Regions from separate parts of the Rattus norvegicus genome. Here region 1 is linked to region 2. The links are chromatin contacts, called in public Hi-C maps. All regions are on one chromosome and are shown on one strand. Each heading gives the region's core, a stretch centred on a gene start, on an enhancer-like site or on the middle of the called end of the contact. The rest is flanking DNA. Distances are from core to core; before and after follow the strand shown.

The links. Hi-C and Micro-C count contacts between places; a contact is called where the count stands out from the background.
Region 1: a Hi-C map of liver shows a contact between it and region 2, with 4 times the contacts expected there. The contact joins the enhancer-like site here to the promoter of Hpcal1 in region 2. A contact is called at or near these places in 9 of 12 Hi-C or Micro-C datasets (the A7r5 cell line, frontal cortex, kidney and 4 more) and 1 of 1 datasets of contacts at active chromatin or transcription factors (oligodendrocytes).

The regions. Positions count from the first base shown.
Region 1 is chr6:46,291,455-46,295,844 of GRCr8, reverse strand. All of the region lies in intron 2 of Hpcal1 (hippocalcin-like 1), which reads right to left. Among named protein-coding and RNA genes, the nearest start is that of Hpcal1, 87 kb to the right of the region's middle. Within about 2 kb of position 1,349, at least 21 of the 93 cell types and tissues checked have an H3K27ac peak or open chromatin away from gene starts, as enhancers often do. A contact at or near this core is called in the A7r5 cell line and liver, where this site is marked.
Region 2 is chr6:46,204,200-46,208,593 of GRCr8, reverse strand. Hpcal1 (hippocalcin-like 1) reads right to left here and starts at 1,700. Exons shown (of 5, transcript NM_017356.3): 1 at 1,468-1,700.

The sequences.
Region 1 (4,390 bases), core at 100-2,599, 88 kb before region 2:
CTACCAACAGTGGTAGCCAGCTCCCGCCTATCCTCCCCCCCCCCCTCTTTCCCCCGTTTTCTTGTGACAGAGTCTTTATTTTATTTTATTTTATTTTATTTTTTGAAACAAGGTTTCTCTGTAGAGCCTTGGCTGTCCCGGAACTTGTTCTGTAGATCAGGCTGGCCTGGAACTCACAGAGATCCTCCTGCCTTCTGAGTACTGGGATTAAAGGTGTGTGCTAACACTGTCTGGCTGTGATAACCTTCTTATACAGCCCAGCAGCCTTGAAATCAAGACACTCCTCGGTCTGTTGAAATTACTGGAATACAGCATGCCTTATGTGCTCTTTTGAAGGGTATATAAGACATTACTGTAAGCAGGAGAGGGGCAGAGACCTCCATATTGGTCCCCCAGCCCCTCCACAGATGGATGTCTTGTGCAATCAGTCCTGGTGGGATGGAGCCAGCGTGGGCTTCTCTGCCTTGATGTCCAGCACCCAGGCTCAAGTTGGCACGTTGGCCTCAGGCTTGATGCAACAGGTTCTCTGGGGGCCCTGGGCTGGCTCTGGAATGACTCACACATAGGCTCCTGACTGGGCAGGATGACAGTTCATATCAACTAGGCTCTGAGGCTGCAGGCCAAAGGAGCCAGTAACGGTCATTCCCCAGTAGACAAGGGAATGGCACGGGCCCTCTAGCACTGGCTCTGCATGGTCAATGACTTGACTCGGGCTGTCCTGGCCAGTGGCCAGCACCCAACACTCCTGGGAGAGCCTACTCCAGGGTCCTGAGCCAGGCCTAGCATCAAGCAGGGTAGAATATTTCTCATTGCTCCTGACTGAGTCTCTGTGTGTCCCTCTCTCAACGGAACTGCAGTTGTGTCAGGCCGCAATGGAACAGGCAGATTTGGTGGTCCCCGGATCAATCCCTGCCTACAGCCTTCCTTTCTAGTTATGTTCTTGGCTACCTCAACTTCTCTGAGTCCTGTCTCCCGCGCTGTAAACAGAGAGTGAATGTCCCTGTGTGTTGAGTTTACAGCATAACTATTTCTATGAAAGGGAGGGAAGAGGAAGCTATGAGGGGACACCGGGGAAATGCTTAGTGGTAAAACTGGGGGACTTTTACTGTGAAAGACCACAAGCTTGACCAGTGAGCTCCATCAGAGTACTGCACCCGATGAGGCAAGGCAGCAAGGCGGCAAGCCACAGACCTGAAAAGCTTCTCTTGCAGGTCACGCCTAGTGCAGTGGCATTAAAAACCCTGTCCTGTGCTGGCACAGAGCCTGGGGTCACAGTGATCTGGACACATCCCTGGGGTGGGGCCAGTGACGTTCGTTCAACTCCTGAACTTCAAAGAGGAAATGAGGGGAGGGAAGGAAGGATGTAGTCAGGCAAACATCAGGGCAGGGACTGTAGAGGCTCATGTTGCTGAGGGGCAGATCTAGTACAGGGGCCCGAGCACCAAGGGCCTGCTTGACAAGGGGTGGGGCTGCAGAAGGAGGGAGGCCCCTTCTCTCACTGCAGCCCGTATGCCGGGAAGTCCAGACCTACTGATGTCCTTGGGAATAGGAGTGTGAGGGATAGGGACCCTCAGGCAGTGACTCACACTTCACGCCATACACGTTGCATAGCTTACACACACACACACACACACACACACACACACACACACACATACACACACTCGAACTCGCTATTCTTACACACAAGAATATGAGTCATTTGCTCATTCATTCATCCAGCCACTCCTCTTTCAACCTCTGTTCACACCTCTACCAAACGTGCATGGATTTGGCCTAGATGTGCTGGGCGAGTGACCCTAACCTCAGATGCTGACTGAGGGGACAGGGAAGAGGAATCCTCAGAGGGAGCCTCAGTGTGCTCAGAGGCGAGTCGCTAGGCAACAGAGAGAGCATGGGCACGTGTTACCTGAGGTCCATCTACCTGGGGGCAGGGGTGGCAGTTCACGGGGTCAGACTCAGGGGCCCCTCACAGCTGCTAGGTTTCAAGAGCTCCTAGGCTCAGGTTTTAGGGGAGACCACCATCAGCAGGTCTGTGTCTGCTACCCGGCTCTGGGTCTGTTACCCCTCCAGGCACACTGAGGGGGATGATGAATGGCTCACAATCCACGATACTGCTCAGCAGTAACAGAACAGTGTCGACTGGACTAGAACAACTCGCAAGGGTCTGGGATGGCGAGGAACAGTATGAGAGGAATGGATAACGGATGAATGTAGGGTGTGGCGAGGAGGGAAGGCTAGGGAAAGAAAGAAGGAATAAATACCATCAGACCCAAGGAATTCAGATTCATCGCAAAGGGTGGTTCAATTTGGGTGAAAGCCAGAGTAAAAGCCTGAAGCAACAGAGGTAGCCCATGATCTATACTCATTTGTAATGGCGGGTTGAAACACTTGCACAAGCCCAGGTATCCTGATCATTGCCAGCCTTGGAATGGCCTGGGAGGGCACTTCCTGACACACACACACTTTCTCCAGTGGCTTTTGATCAGTGCAAACCTGAGCAGACAGACCCCAGCTCTAAAATGTGACTCCTCCACACGACAGTCTTCTAGGGTACATCAAAAGGCTCTTTTCCTTCCTAGACATGAATGTCCTGTCTGGCAGGTTCACGGCTCCCAGTCGACAGCAGAAAGCTCCATTTCTCCCCGGTTCCTGACTGAATGATGTCTAGATTCCCACCTCATGGCTCCCCAGTGAACTGGAGGAATAGAATTCATGTGCCCCCAGTGAATGAGCTTCTGCCACATTCTACTGGTACGCTTTGGGCAGAAGCCAATCAAGAGAAACGTCACCTTAAATGTTAGGTGAGCTGGCTATGTGTTGACAGAGGGCTCTGTCCTCAGGGTAAGGGACCCCTGTGATAGGTGGTCCCCAATGAAGCTTGTGGATCTGGGGACTGCAAGCACAGCTTCTCTACTCACGCCACAAATTAGTTTTTTTTTTGTTTTTTGTTTTAAGCTCAGAAGAAAACCTCCAGGGAATCTCTCACCAACTATTTGACTCATGGCTAATGTCTTTGGGAAGAAATAAAAACAGTAAGTCATGCTTATTAAACCGTCATCACTCCCTCCCATCCTTGCAGAGAAGGCTAAGCAGGGGAATGGGATATGCCTACGGCCCCTCAGTGGCCCCAGCAGCTAGTCTTGAGCCCTGGCAGGAGCTTGTTTATAAGGAATGGTGTGGGCAGCTCGGAAAGGCCACCCGTGGCCAGTTTGAATCTTGCTATCACAAGGCCGGAAGCCACAGGTCTGTACGGAGCCTCTGAGTCATTCAGAAACTTGACTATGAACCTCCAGCAACGGGCATTAACTGCATACCTACTATGTGAAGCCCCAGCGACAGGCATTAACTGCATACCTACTATGTGAAGCCCCAGCGACAGGCACTGATTGAATGCCTACTATGTCAAGTCCCAGTGACAGGCAATAACTGAATACCTACTAAGTGAAGCCCCAGTGACAAGCACTAATTGAAGACCTACTCTGTGAACCCCCAGAGCAAAGCAAGGGGCATGCATGCACAGCTGTGTGAGATGCTCACTGCTGGTTGAAGCCCGGGCCCTTCTCCACAGAGCCTATGCCTATAATGCCAAATACAGTGTCTAGGCTGGTGGTGGGCAGAGGGTGAGGCACAGAAGTGGAGTTTCAAGATGAACCAACTGCTCCTCTCCCACCCACCCCCCCTCCAGGGCACAGGGCTGGGTTCCAGTTCCCCAGGGCACAGCTGGGACTGATCTCATGACCAATTAACATACACAGGAAGGCCACAGTAATTGTTTCACTGGAGGAAGGAAGTTAGGGAGGGAGGGAGCAGGCTGCCTGGGCACTCCTTTAGATCCCCAGAAGACCCAGCCATTGACAGTGGCTCTGCAGCTCACAGGCGCTGTCCTCGTTGATGCTCCTGTACCTGTCACCTACCCCTACTTCTGCACCTCTCTGTATGATCTGGTCCAGCCTGTCCCGCCATCTCCCCTGCCCCTCTTTTTAAAACAGGGACTCACTTTTCCTAGACAGGCCTCCAAACATGCAGCGTCGCTGGGGCTGATCTTGAATTTCTGATCCTCCTGATTCTATCTCCTGAGTGCTAGGATTACAGGTGTGTGTGTGTGTGTGTGTGTGTGTGTGTGTGTGTGTGTGTGTGTGTACCAGTTCATGTTAGGGATGGAACTCAGAACGTCATGCATGCTAGGCAAACACCCCACTAGCTGAGCTATGCCTCTCAAGCCCCTAGCCCATCCTTTCTAAGCCACTGTCTTAACTCCAGCCAAAGTGTGGGCTTTCTTGAGACCTGGAGACTCCAGCAATTGCCAACAATCAAACATTTGTTAAGGGTCTCCTGTGTTCTAGCCTAAAAGTTGACACATTGGGTCGGGGAAGTCCAAGACCATTCA
Region 2 (4,394 bases), core at 451-2,950:
CCCATGCTGCCCCTCTAGCTGGCGCAGTGCAAATACTAAAGTGAGGTAGGCTGAACTGCCAAGATCAGTACGCATTTTCAGGGCAGTGCGGTTTTACCAGGTTTCAATACCAAATATATTCGTTTTTTAAAATCAAGGAGCAGAATAGGAAAGAGGGTGCCACCCGGACCTCAGTCTCCCGCATCAGGCTGACTGCATGGGAGCCAAGGCAGGCGGGGCTTGGGGGTGGGGTGTAGGGTGTCTAACAGGATTTAGAGTCCTGGCGAACACCCTCTTCTGGGTGGACTTGTTAGTGGTTAGAACAGAGGGTGGCTTCCTGAATGACCAGGCCGGGAGAAAAGCTCCAGGAACCCCAGACTATGAGTCTACAGAGACAGCCACTTTCTCACCGCAACTCTAATTCCAGATTGACATCCTCCAGGCACTTGTTGAACAAAAGGACACGCGAGTCTGTAGTCGCAGCCTTCCGGAACGCTGCCCGGGCTCAGGAGCCTTCCGGGCTAGCGCCCTGCGCTGCGGGCTCCCGCACACTCGAAGGCCGCGTCACGCAGCCAGTAAGGTGCGGAGAGGAGGTATCGCACCCAGCCGCCTAAACTTTCTCAATTTCCAAGCTTTCGCTGTGAAGTTAGATCCAGGAAGGAGGCACAAACCACCGTGCAGGAGGAAATGAGAGCGTCATCCACAAAAAAGGCAAAACAGATTTCTTTTTAATGAGATGAGAATCCAATGAATAGCACCTACTGTGTGCAAGACTCTGGGTCAAGAACTGCGTGTGGTGCGTTCTCTAGCGTCAAGACAGCCCCAGAGGGGCCACCCTCATTTGATACAGACGCAAATTGCGACCCAAGAAGGTGGCCTGTCTCAGGCTCAGGTCTCAGGGCAGGTCACAGCGAGGCCAGGACTGGGTTGGTCTTTCCCTCTGCTCTAGAGCTGATCATTGCCAAGGGGTCCCCATCCCTCTTCGAAGCTCATAATTATCACGTGGACCTGCCCCCCGTGGGGGGGGTGTAAACGCCCGCTGCCCACTAGGCAGGCACTTTGCTCATCGGGTCCTAGTCCTACCCTCAGGTTCCTGAGCTACGTAGTGCACGGAGCGACACCAACCGGGGGCTCAGCTTTCCGGGGCAGACCGCCCACGCCCACCCCGCCACCCCCACTCTGCGCACAGCGGCTCCTCCTCGACCCTCGCCAGCACTAGTCCCCACAGGCAAGTGTGCCCGACACACAATTCCACAAACGTAATCTAAAAAGTGCACATCCCATCGAGCCCAACGATCCCCACGAGGACACGCCATTCTAGAGCCACGCCACCGTCTGCGGTCAGCTGCAAGCCCACTACGCAGAGAAACAGGCACCGTCAGTAGCCGCGCGCACACACCCGCGCACTCACACAACCGGGTCCCAGCGAGCGGGTCACACACGCTCCCTCCACGCAGCCCCGCAGTCCCGCAGCCTCCCCTTCCCTACCGGCTCCGGAACTGGACGCGATCCGCTGGCTTCTCGAGCTCAAGTTCGGCGGTGGCTGAGGCTGGGGAGATAACCAATAGAACGGGCGTCAGTGCGCCCGCAACCGCCGCGCCGACTCTGCGACCTTCACCGCTTGGAGAGACAAAAGGATCCGCCGGCCCAGGAGAGAGCGAGGTGTAGGCGACCGCCGCTCTGCAGGTCCACCACCCGCAGCCGCCGCCAGCCCGGGAAGGAAGGGAAGAGAAGGCGGGACCGGAGGCGGAGGCCGGGGCGGGGCGCATCGCAGGGCGGGCACTCAAGTTTCCACGGCCCCGCCTCCTGCCTCGACCACGCCCCCGGTCTTAGCCCCGCCTCAGCTACAGCCTGGTCACTCCCCCGCCCTGTGCCACACCCACTGCTGGACCATCAGTGCGCCAATTCTGGTCCACTTATCACCCTGACCACTCGCAGTTTCTCAGCGCAGCAGAGGTCCTGCAGGGTGTTAAGGCCACTGGGACTCGGGAGGCAGGGCGGCAGGGTGGAAGGTGTGGGAGAGCGGGGGCGGGGTCGAGCACTGGTCCCACCTTCCTAACCCTTGACCTCTGGCCTGCGGGTAGGGAGAGGCTGAGAGGCGGTGCCCAAAGGGGATGGCCTTTCGCGGGCACCCACCCACCCCCGCTCCCCAGCTCCTCTCCCCCCCCCCCCCCCCGTACTTGGAAGGAAGTGCAGTTCTAATGTCCAGGGAAGTGGAAAAGAAGCTTGAGTCGCCCTAGGTACCCCAGGACCTTCTGGTATGCCTGCAAGGCTCTCCTCCCTCTCCACACCAGTCCCGTGTGTACCTATCACCCACTTTCCCCGCGCCTGGTTTAAGGAAAGAGGTTAGCCTGGAGGCGGGAAGACCTGTGTTCCAGCTGTAGTAACTTCTGCTAACTCATCCAGCCATCTTGCCAAGAAAACCCTTAGATTCCCTCATCCTCGGTTTTCCCACCTATAAACTGGACAGCGAGGAGGTCCAGGATCCTTCTTGGGGGTCTTTGCCTCCCTGACATTCAGTGTGGTTTCCGTTTCCTGGTGAGGAGGGGGGCTTGGTTGACATCTGGCCTTCTGGGTCCCAGTGGTGCTTCCTTCAGACTCCTGGTACACTCTGGCAGATCGCACCTGCCATGCCCACCCACTGCAAATATCCCAGAAGACAGGTAACCACAGAAACAGCTTATAAGAGGAGCTGGGCGAGCCTGTTGTGCAGAGATGAAACTGTCTCTCTGGCGTCTCTAGGGAAAAACTCAAATCCCTCCTTCAAATCCTCCTCCACAAAAAACATGTGAGTGAACTCCTACTATTCAGGAGGCTGCCAGGGGAACCAGTAGTAGAGCAGCTTGGAGGTGGAGGGCAACCCTGGGGCCTTCTCCATTCCTCCCTGCCTCTGGTGCAGAAAGGCAAAACTGAACCCAGAGGACTCAAGGGAATGTCGGCTGTGAGAGTTACAGGGCACCTATCTGATTTAGAGGGCTAGCCTTTGGGTCTCTCTGGCCACAAAGGCTTCCTTCTCAGTAAAGACCCTATCAAAGGTCAGTCTGCCCCTTTCTGTAGCACACCACTGCACAGGTATCTAGGGTTACAGGTAGGCAGCTCCCAGAAAGGGGATGGCTAAGGCAGAAGCCTTCAGACATCCTGCCAACTAAGGCAGGTTACTTTGTACTGTGGCCCCCTATCCATTCTCATTCAACCTGAAAGAGGGAGGCCTTACTCAGACACTGAGAAACCTGCTGCCTTCTATCTAGTGACCTCAGCAGAACCTCAGGTCTTTGGAGGCCACCACTGGTTCTCAGTATCCATTAAAAAACAAAACAAAACAAAACAAAAACCTAAGATAGCAGAAGTGGCACCTCAGGGAGGTCTTTTAGGAGCCCGGCCTGGAAGAAGTCTGAGTCATCTCTGCCCATACTCATGGTCCAGAATTAGTCAATTAGTCACACACACACACACACACACACACACACACAGCAAATATAATTTTTAAATTAAAAAAAAAGCTTACTTATTAGTACTTTAAGAAACCTGAGGGTAGCTGGCTGTACCCACCACCGTTCTTCATAGTGAGTTCCATGTCAGCCAGACCTACTACATAGGGAGACCCTGTCTTGCAGAAAGAAAGAATGAGAGAGAGAGAGAGAGAGAGAGAGAGAGAGAGAGAGAGAGAGAGAGAGGTTGCCGTCTTAACTTACCTGGGGGACTTTCAAATTAACATGGTTGCTGGTCATAGTCTCTTTCTATTCAAGGCTGTGGAGGCCAATATGTCTCCACAGCCTTTTCATTTTCTATCATGTTTTATTTGCAGGGTTGGAGTAGGTGAGGCTCGAGCCTGTTGAGGTTGTCTACCCGTCCCTTGACCCCAGAAGCTGGCAGAGGCAATGACCAGAGCACTTCCTATCAGTACCAGGGGTGACACCCAAGGAGGCGCCTGAGAAGAGGGCTGTGTTCTGCCAGCTAGCAAAGTCACTAGATCCTCCCTCTCATCCTTAGATGGCTCAGGTCTAAGGATCTTCGATAACAGAGTCCATATTTTTTAACCCCGAGACACACTGTGTACGTGACTTCTCTTGAAATACGTGTCTGGCTCGTGGCTCATGCAGGCACTGTGATTCAGAGGCAGAACCTTGCAAGCTCCAAGAGATCAAGATAAGCTAGAGTGACCTAGAGCTGCTGGCTGCTGTGGACTAGATTGTGTATATGTCCCTGCCTCGGACATTAGAGCACTAGCCCCTAGTGTTATGAATTTGGAGACAACGATTTTAGAACCTAGACACAGAAAAGCTTGTTAGATGTAGCTCAGAGGTTCTGCTCTGTGATTGATGGGCCCAGTCACTCTGGGCCTGGGACAAGTAGCTTATCACGATAGGAGCTGAAACGCAAAAAACTGCCTTATTAAGGAAAGTACCCCTAATGTG